2 separate regions of the Mus musculus genome follow, and region 2 is linked to region 1. A link is a contact called in public HiChIP or PLAC-seq data. All regions are on one chromosome and are shown on one strand. Each heading gives the region's core, a stretch centred on a gene start, on an enhancer-like site or on the middle of the called end of the contact. The rest is flanking DNA. Distances are from core to core; before and after follow the strand shown.

Region 1 (3,754 bases), core at 709-3,208:
GTGTCTAAAGACATCTACAGTGTGCTCACATACATAAAATAAATAATTCTTTAAAAAAATTATGCCTATTATACTACCCAATCTTTTAGGAAGTGGAGATAAGGAGACTTTTCTCCAAGAAATGTATTATCTACAAAAAACAAGAAGAAGAAAAAAAATTCCCAGCACTTGGTGGCCAGAGGCAGACGGATTTCTAAGTTTGAGGCCAGCCTGGTCTAGAGAGTAAGTTCCAGGACAGCCAGGGCTACGCAGAGAAACTGTCTCAAAAAACCAAAACCAAACCAAACCAAACCAAACAAACAAAAAGAACCGAAACAAAAAATGAGGCTGCTAGACAGTGGTGCACCCCTTTAATACTCAGGAGGCAGAGGCAGGGGGATCTCTCTGAGTTCAGAGGCCAGCCTAGTTGGTCTACAAAGCAACTTCCAGGACAGCTAGGGCTGTTAGAGACAGACCCTGCCTTAAAAACAAAACAGAACAGAAACAAGAAGACACCAGGCTTGGTGGCTCCGTCACCCCACAGCACTGGGAAAGACTGAAACAGGAATGTGGCTAACAGTTGAAAGACAGCATAGTGAAAGAGCAATCAGGACCACTGAACCTTCTTAGTCCACTTCTTCAGAATTAAAACAGGCCAGGGTTGTGGCACATGCCTTTAATCCTAGCACTCGGGAGGGGGGTAGGATAAATCTCTTCCAGTAGGAAGCAAACCTGGTCTACAAAGTGAGTTCCAGGCTAGCCAGGGTTACACAGAGGCCATTTCCAAAAAAAAAAAAAAAGTATCAACATAGCTCTTCACCCTCTACAACTGGAGTTATAACACCCTTTTCTAATCCAGCTAAAATTACTATCTGAATTATTTTATACCGACAATTACCAAAAAATATCTGTCTTCTAAATTTCAGATCTAAACAGCCAACCGCCTACTGGCTGGCTGGCTAGATGTCCCCTGAACAACTCAACTGCTATTCCCAAAACACAAATGCTGGACCAAGTGGTGTAAGCCTGGAGTCAAGAGTAAGAAGAAGGGGCTTAATCCAAGACCAGCTGAGTTACACTGTGAGACCCTTTCTCAGATAAAGGTGCTGTCCCCTCCCCCTGCTGTTGGCTCCACTTGCCAGGGCCTGGCTTGTAACTCCAGTTCTTGGGTCCTAAGCACTGACACACAACCTGCTCCTCTCAGGTTGGGCTGAGGCTCCTGCTGTGTTCTCCTCCACCCCACATTCCCTTGTCCCAGCGCTAACACCGAAAGATACCTGTGACATTGTCTAGCTCCCCCTTCAGACGGGAACTCAACACAGGAAATGTGCCTCGATGAGCCCTCCAGCCCCAACAGAAACACAACCCAGGACAGAGTAAGATGCTCGCGCTGGCTCAATGAAAAGTCGTTTTAACAAGTTTCATGCACCTCTCTTCTTGCATCCCCGGGGAGCCCCATTTCCCAACTAGCAACTGCAGGCCCTACTCATAGACTTGGGGGATGGAGTGGGGGAGGGGATGAGTGGCCAGTCCTGCAGAACTCACCAAAAGAAAGAAAGAAAAAGAGAGAGAGTGAATGGGGACAGTGAAAAACCTTTGTATTCTCAGCAGGGGAAGATATCCAGGCAAACCGTCTCCATCATATTCCGATCCCCGCCGCCACTTAGGCTTCCCTCCAGGAATCCCACTCCAACTTCAGGTCGGATTCCCCGAGAATCTCCGCCACCGGGATTACCGCAGACTACCCCTTCCACGACCCCCACCTCATCTCCGGCCTCAGCCTCGACTTCCTCTCTCCAACCTCCTCCTTCAGCCTCGACTTTCCCTCAGCCTCCCCGGGGCTTCAGCCTCCTCCCAGCCTCCTCCCCCAGCCTTTCCCCAACGCCCGGCCCGCGCCGCCCACCCGCAGCTCACCGTCGTAGTAGTAACAGACTTTCCTCTTGGTGCCCTGAGTCTGCGCCATCTTGCTCGCCGCCCGGCCCTCCCGTCAGTCTGTCCGCCCGCCCGCCCGCGGCTCCTTACGGCGTCCGACCAGGGGGAGGGGCCGGCCTCGAAGCCCCGCCCACCCCCGGGATCACCTATAGCCGCACAGCCCGGGCCTCACTCTAACCAATCGGCATGCGCGGGGTCGGGCCCGGAACTCGGCGGGGGGCAAGGGCAGCTTAGAGAAGCCACCGCGGGCCCCCTGGGCCTGTACCAAAGTCCGGCGCGGAGGGGTGGGGGAGACCGGGGGCCGTACCATCGAGTCCCGGGAGAGGGAGTCGGCTCCGTAAACTCTGCAGCCCGCTTCACAGTTGGGAGCGTGTGCAAAGATCAGAGGCCAACTTTCTCGTTTTACCGAGAATACGCCGAGGCTTCCCGGGGAAAGATGCTTGCGCAAGGTCACGCAGCTAAAAGACTAGGTTTGGTCTGGATTAGAACTGGAGAGAGAAATGAATGGCAAGGAACAGAAAGAAAATATCCAGAGGCCTACTGTAGTGGGGCAAGACCTTTATGTGCTCATAAGTTCTGACGGACTTTTCTTTTTTAATGTCAAAGCTCGTTTTCAGTTGGGCGTGGTTGCTATGTCTTTGATCCCAGCACTCAGGAGGCAGAGTCAGGAAGATCTCTGTAATCTGAGGCCAACTTGCTCTCCGTAGTGAAAGCATGTCTCAAAAAATAACAAAACAATTTTACAGGTAAAGCTGAAGAGCTTATTCAGTGTTACAAATTAAATTCCGTCTCCAATTGTACATATTTTTTTTAAAAAAAGACAAAATCCAATATGCCCGAGCACTGTGACAAAGTAACAGAACTTGGTGTTTAGTTTTTAATTTACTGGAGGGAGTGTTGGAGGGAGTGTTCCTATGTAATGGCTCTGGGTGGGGGCGGGGCGATCCATCCAGAAAATTTGGGTCAGGCATGGTGGCAGCAACCATCTCACCTACCCAGAACTTAATTTTTCTAAACTGAAAGCCTAAGTTGTTGTTTGGGGGGGACGTGGGGGTGGGGGGGCGGGGTTGTTTCTTCGTTTGTTTTTGCTTTTTTGTTTGTTTGTTTGTTTTTCAAGATAGGGTTTCTCTGTATAGCCCTGGCTGTCCTGGAACTCACTTTGTAGACCAGGCTGGGCTCGAACTCAGACATCTGCCTGCCTCTGCCTCCGGAGTGCTGTGATTAAAGGCATGCCCCACCACACCTGCCTTTTTTTTTTTTAAAGATTTATTTATTTATTTATTTATTTATTAAGTACACTGTAGCTGCCTTCAGACACACACCAGACCAGAAGGGCGTCAGATCTCCTTATTTCAACTGAGTCTTCGACTCAGAAATCTGCCTGCCTCTATCCCCAGAGTGGGTGGCATATGTCTTTAATCCCAACACTTGAGAGGCAGAGGCAGGCTGATTTCTAAATTTGAGGCCAGCCTGGTCTACACAGTGAGTTCCAGGACAGACGTGGCTATACAGAGAAACCGTGTCTGGGGGGTGGGGGGGGAACCAACAACAACAACAAAAAAAAAGACCTTCACCACTCCCCCACCCTCAAGCCATGCCAGCAAAATTTCTTAACCTTGAATTACTTACACTCTTTGTTGTAGGGGCTGTCTTCGGGCCTTTTAGATGTTAATTGACTGCTTGGCCTTCTTCTATACCAGTAGCAACACCCCACACACGCCCTTACTGTGACACCCAAAATTGTCCTTACACATTGACAAATGTCTGGGAGTGTCTAAATGGCAGAAAACCACCATCTCCCATGCTCCTACAAAACCTGAATCCGTCAATCTTCAAGTAGCCA
Region 2 (3,624 bases), core at 727-3,226, 600 kb after region 1:
CAGGCAGGCAGATGGCAGTCACCAGCACATCTGCCAGGGACAGGTTGACAATGAAGTAGTTGGTGACTGTCCTCATGTGGTGGTTCCGCCACACAGCCAGGCAGACTGCAGAGAGCAGCAAGGTGAGGTGAAGCCAGTTAGCAAAGCCACACACATTCAGGCCCCATCCCGACCTCACCAGCAAGAATGGGTATGAAGGGAAGGCCCAGGACTCCCTCTAGTTCAGAAGAAAACAGACACCTACCCAGGGTATTGCCCACCAAGGCTATGAGGAACACAGCCACGTAGGCTGCAATGAGAACCCACTCGTACTGCTTCGGGTAGAGATAATCGCGCCACAGGTATCGGAGGAACTCGTCCTCATAGTCTGGAGGCAGATGGAAGGGTTCCCCACTACTAGTGGGGACTCCAGGCTGGGCCCCAGGAGTGGCCGAGGGTTCCATGAGTTTAGGAGCCACTTCAGCTGAGGAGAGTCCTGGGCTCTGTGGAGAAAGAGAAACTCCCACAAGCCCTCAGCCCACTCCTTTCAAAGGCCCTGGTCTTGCCCTCAGGTCTTTGGGGTCTCAGACCAAACTTCCTGAGGGAGAGGAGGTAGGGAAGAAAGGAAGGAGGGAAGAAAGGAGGGGAGGAAGGAAGGAAGGGAGGAAGGGAGGGAGGGAGAGAGGGAGGGAGGAAGGAAGGAAGGAAGGAAAGAAGGAAGGAAGGAAGGAAGGAAGGAAGGAAGGAAGGAAGGAAGGAAGGAAGGAAAGAAGAGGACATTAGGGACTTTGTCTACCTCCGTCTCTTTATTCTTAGTCATGGGGTGGGAATGGTGGAGCTAGGCACCTTTTACCTCCCTCCTTGAGACTCAGTTTCCCCACCCAGTGGTCCAACAGAGTATTAAAGTTACCTACCTTCCAGAGCCACGATGAAGAGTATTGAGCTCTAAGGTTTGGGAACTACTTCACCCAGAGCCTGGTACACCCAGAAGCTGGCCCTCCAGTCAGTATTCGGTATCATTATTAGCAAGCCCTGTTGTGTGGATGGAGAGACGGGAAGCTGAGAGGTTGAGTCCCTTGTTCAAGGTCACAAAGCCAATCCAGGACAGTCTGAGTCCTCCGGCCACCACAGATTTAGGAAGGAAACCCATCCCCAACGACAAATATTCTTTCTTGAGTCAGTCCTCAAGCCTTTTCCCTTGGCTGGGAAAAGGGTGCAGGGAGATATTAAAGACCTAGGTCCCGCCCACTAGACTTGCCAGATCCTCCTCAGTGAGCGTACACGCGCGGGAACGCACAGACCCGCGAAGAGGAGTGCGGGTAAGCACCTTCCTAGGAGAGACGAAAGGAGGATCCTCACGCCAAGAAACAGGCTTCTCAAGACCCCCCTTGCTAGGTCTCCTGGAGTCCCCGGGGCCGAGATGCTCCCCGACGGCCGCCAGGGGTCGCTGAGCCGGTGCGCAGGCCGCTCTCCATTCATAAATCCGGCCTGGCTCAGGCCGCTCCCTCCTCCCTTGCTCAGACCCCTTCTTCCCTTGGCTGGGTAGGGACGACCCCAGATTGGTGTTAAGAGGATGGACAGTCCTTTCGAGAGCCCTAGGGGAAGGGGCAGAGACATTGGCCTACCGATTTCCCAGCGGGACCTCCCTGCTCCTTAGGGGGTCTGGGAGGATTCCCAGAAGGGGCAGCAAGTGCGCTAAAGGGTACCTCCCGGAGGTGAGCGGAGTGGGGGGTGGCGCAGTCTTCCGGCACCCAGGTCCCCAGAGACTCCAGCCCCCTCCATCACCTGCCGATGCTCTTCTGGAATCCCCAAGTCAGTCCTGGGGGTCGCCCACGCCCCGCACCTGTTGGCTCCCGGCCCCGGGCATCCTCCGTTGCTGGAACCTGGACCTTGCTCGCGGGACTTCGCCTTGGTGCGGAACTGGAGACGCGGCGGGGTAGCCCCCTCCTGAGGCGGCGCTGTCCGCTCAGTGGCTGCGTGGTCCCGGCTCTGGTGCCCGCGGTAGCTCGGGAGGGCTAGGGAGGGCTGCGCGCCGCGGGGAGGGGAGCGGAGCGGGATGCTGGGAGGAGAGGGGAGGGAGCCCCGGCCTGTCTGCACTCGAGGTCACCCAGCTGGAGCCCCGCCTTGTACTTCACGCTTCCATCCACCTCCATTCACGCGTCCACTGGCTCATTCACATCCTTCGCACACTTACGCTCCCGCCACCCGGCATTCAGCACGCACCTGGGGTGGGGAGCGTCGAGGGGCCACAGAGCAGGGGTGGACCCCACCACTACTTGCTGCCTCACCTGACCGATTAGGGTGGTGGCACAGGTGAGTGGCATAAGGGTAAGAGGATGCCGGTGCCGCCTTCAAGCAATCTCAGGACGCGCTGGAGCAGCTGGTGTCCAGAGATGTCAGAAAGCCCTGATCTTTCCCGTTCTCCCTGCCCCAAATCCTTCTTGTTCACATTTACTTTCCCCCTCCTAAAGCACAGACATGAGGTGGAGGCAGAAGAAGGGAAGCTGGAGGCGTTCATTAACTCAATATTTACCAATCTCTGTGGCAAGCAATGAACCTGTAATACGGCCGCCATTTCCACAGGATACTCAATGCATGATCTCATTTAATCCCCGCGTCAGCCTGGGGGAGATAGTTATTACTGTCCCCATTTTACAGATAAGTCCTTGGATACACACAGCTCGGGGCTTTGCCCAAGGTCAGAGGCAGTGCTGAGGTTCGAACCTGTGTTTCACTCTCAGATCTCCCAGAGCCCCTCTAACCCCCAGTTCTGCATAGGATGTAGGCTTCCGGGGAGTAAGGCATTTCCCTATGGTGTCCACAAAGATGGGTGAGACCTAGGGAGCTGAGAGTCACAACAGAGCAGAAGAGCTCACCCAGGACTTCCTAGAACAGCAACACCTGCTCTGAAGCCGGAAGCAGGACCAAGTGGCCCTTGGGTTAACACGGAGGTGTGTGTGTGTGTGTGTGTGTGTGTGTGTGTGTGTGTGTGTGTCTTTAAGGCAGACAACAGCAGGTGCACATGATTGGATCAGGTCTCCTGGGAATCCTAGCAGGTGGGTGGGGACTTTGTCCACCTATCACCTCAAGACAGTGTCGTCCAAGCAAGGGTCCTTTCTCACACATCCCTTCCTTCCTGGGAGTTGTAACCACCATCTTCCCTTTGCAGCCAGACCCTCTTCTAAGGCACTGGAGATGCAAACAGGGGGTCTGTGAGCAGATGACTAGGACATCACCCTTCTGGGTCTGGTGACCTCTATCTACTCTGGAAGAATGGGAGTGGCTGGACCCAAGGCAGAAACTCTGTCCTTGGGTAGTTGTGGCATCTGTATGCAAGAATATAGGCCACAGATCTCTAGGACTCTAAAACTGTCATGTCTGCTCTGAGTGCTGCCTGAGGCAGGGGATGGATGAAGGACTCCAGAGAAGAGGGACTGTGGTGTGTGTGTGTGTGTGTGAGAGAGAGAGAGAGAGAGAGAGAGAGACAGAGACAGAGACAGAGACAGAGACAGAGACAGACAGAGACAGAGACAGCGACAGAGAGAGGCAGAGAGACAGCAGAGACACACAGAGAGAGACACAGTGGGGTGATAAGGGAGAGGGTTTATATATTCACAGAGGGTGGTTAGGATGTCTCTAAAGAAA

Evidence for each region. HiChIP or PLAC-seq counts read pairs in DNA pulled down with a chosen protein or histone mark.
Region 2: a FOXA1 HiChIP or PLAC-seq map of pancreatic cancer cells shows a contact between it and region 1. The contact joins the promoter of Hcrtr1 here to the promoter of Hdac1 in region 1. A contact is called at or near these places in 2 of 115 datasets of contacts at active chromatin or transcription factors (microglia and pancreatic cancer cells).

Annotation. Positions count from the first base shown.
Region 1 is chr4:129,540,688-129,544,441 of GRCm38.p6, forward strand. Hdac1 (histone deacetylase 1) reads right to left here and starts at 1,959. Exons shown (of 14, transcript NM_008228.2): 1 at 1,894-1,959. The coding sequence starts at 1,942.
Region 2 is chr4:130,137,186-130,140,809 of GRCm38.p6, forward strand. Hcrtr1 (hypocretin (orexin) receptor 1) reads right to left here and starts at 1,977. Exons shown (of 9, transcript NM_198959.2): 1 at 1,823-1,977; 2 at 894-1,011; 3 at 245-482; 4 at 1-105. The coding sequence starts at 443.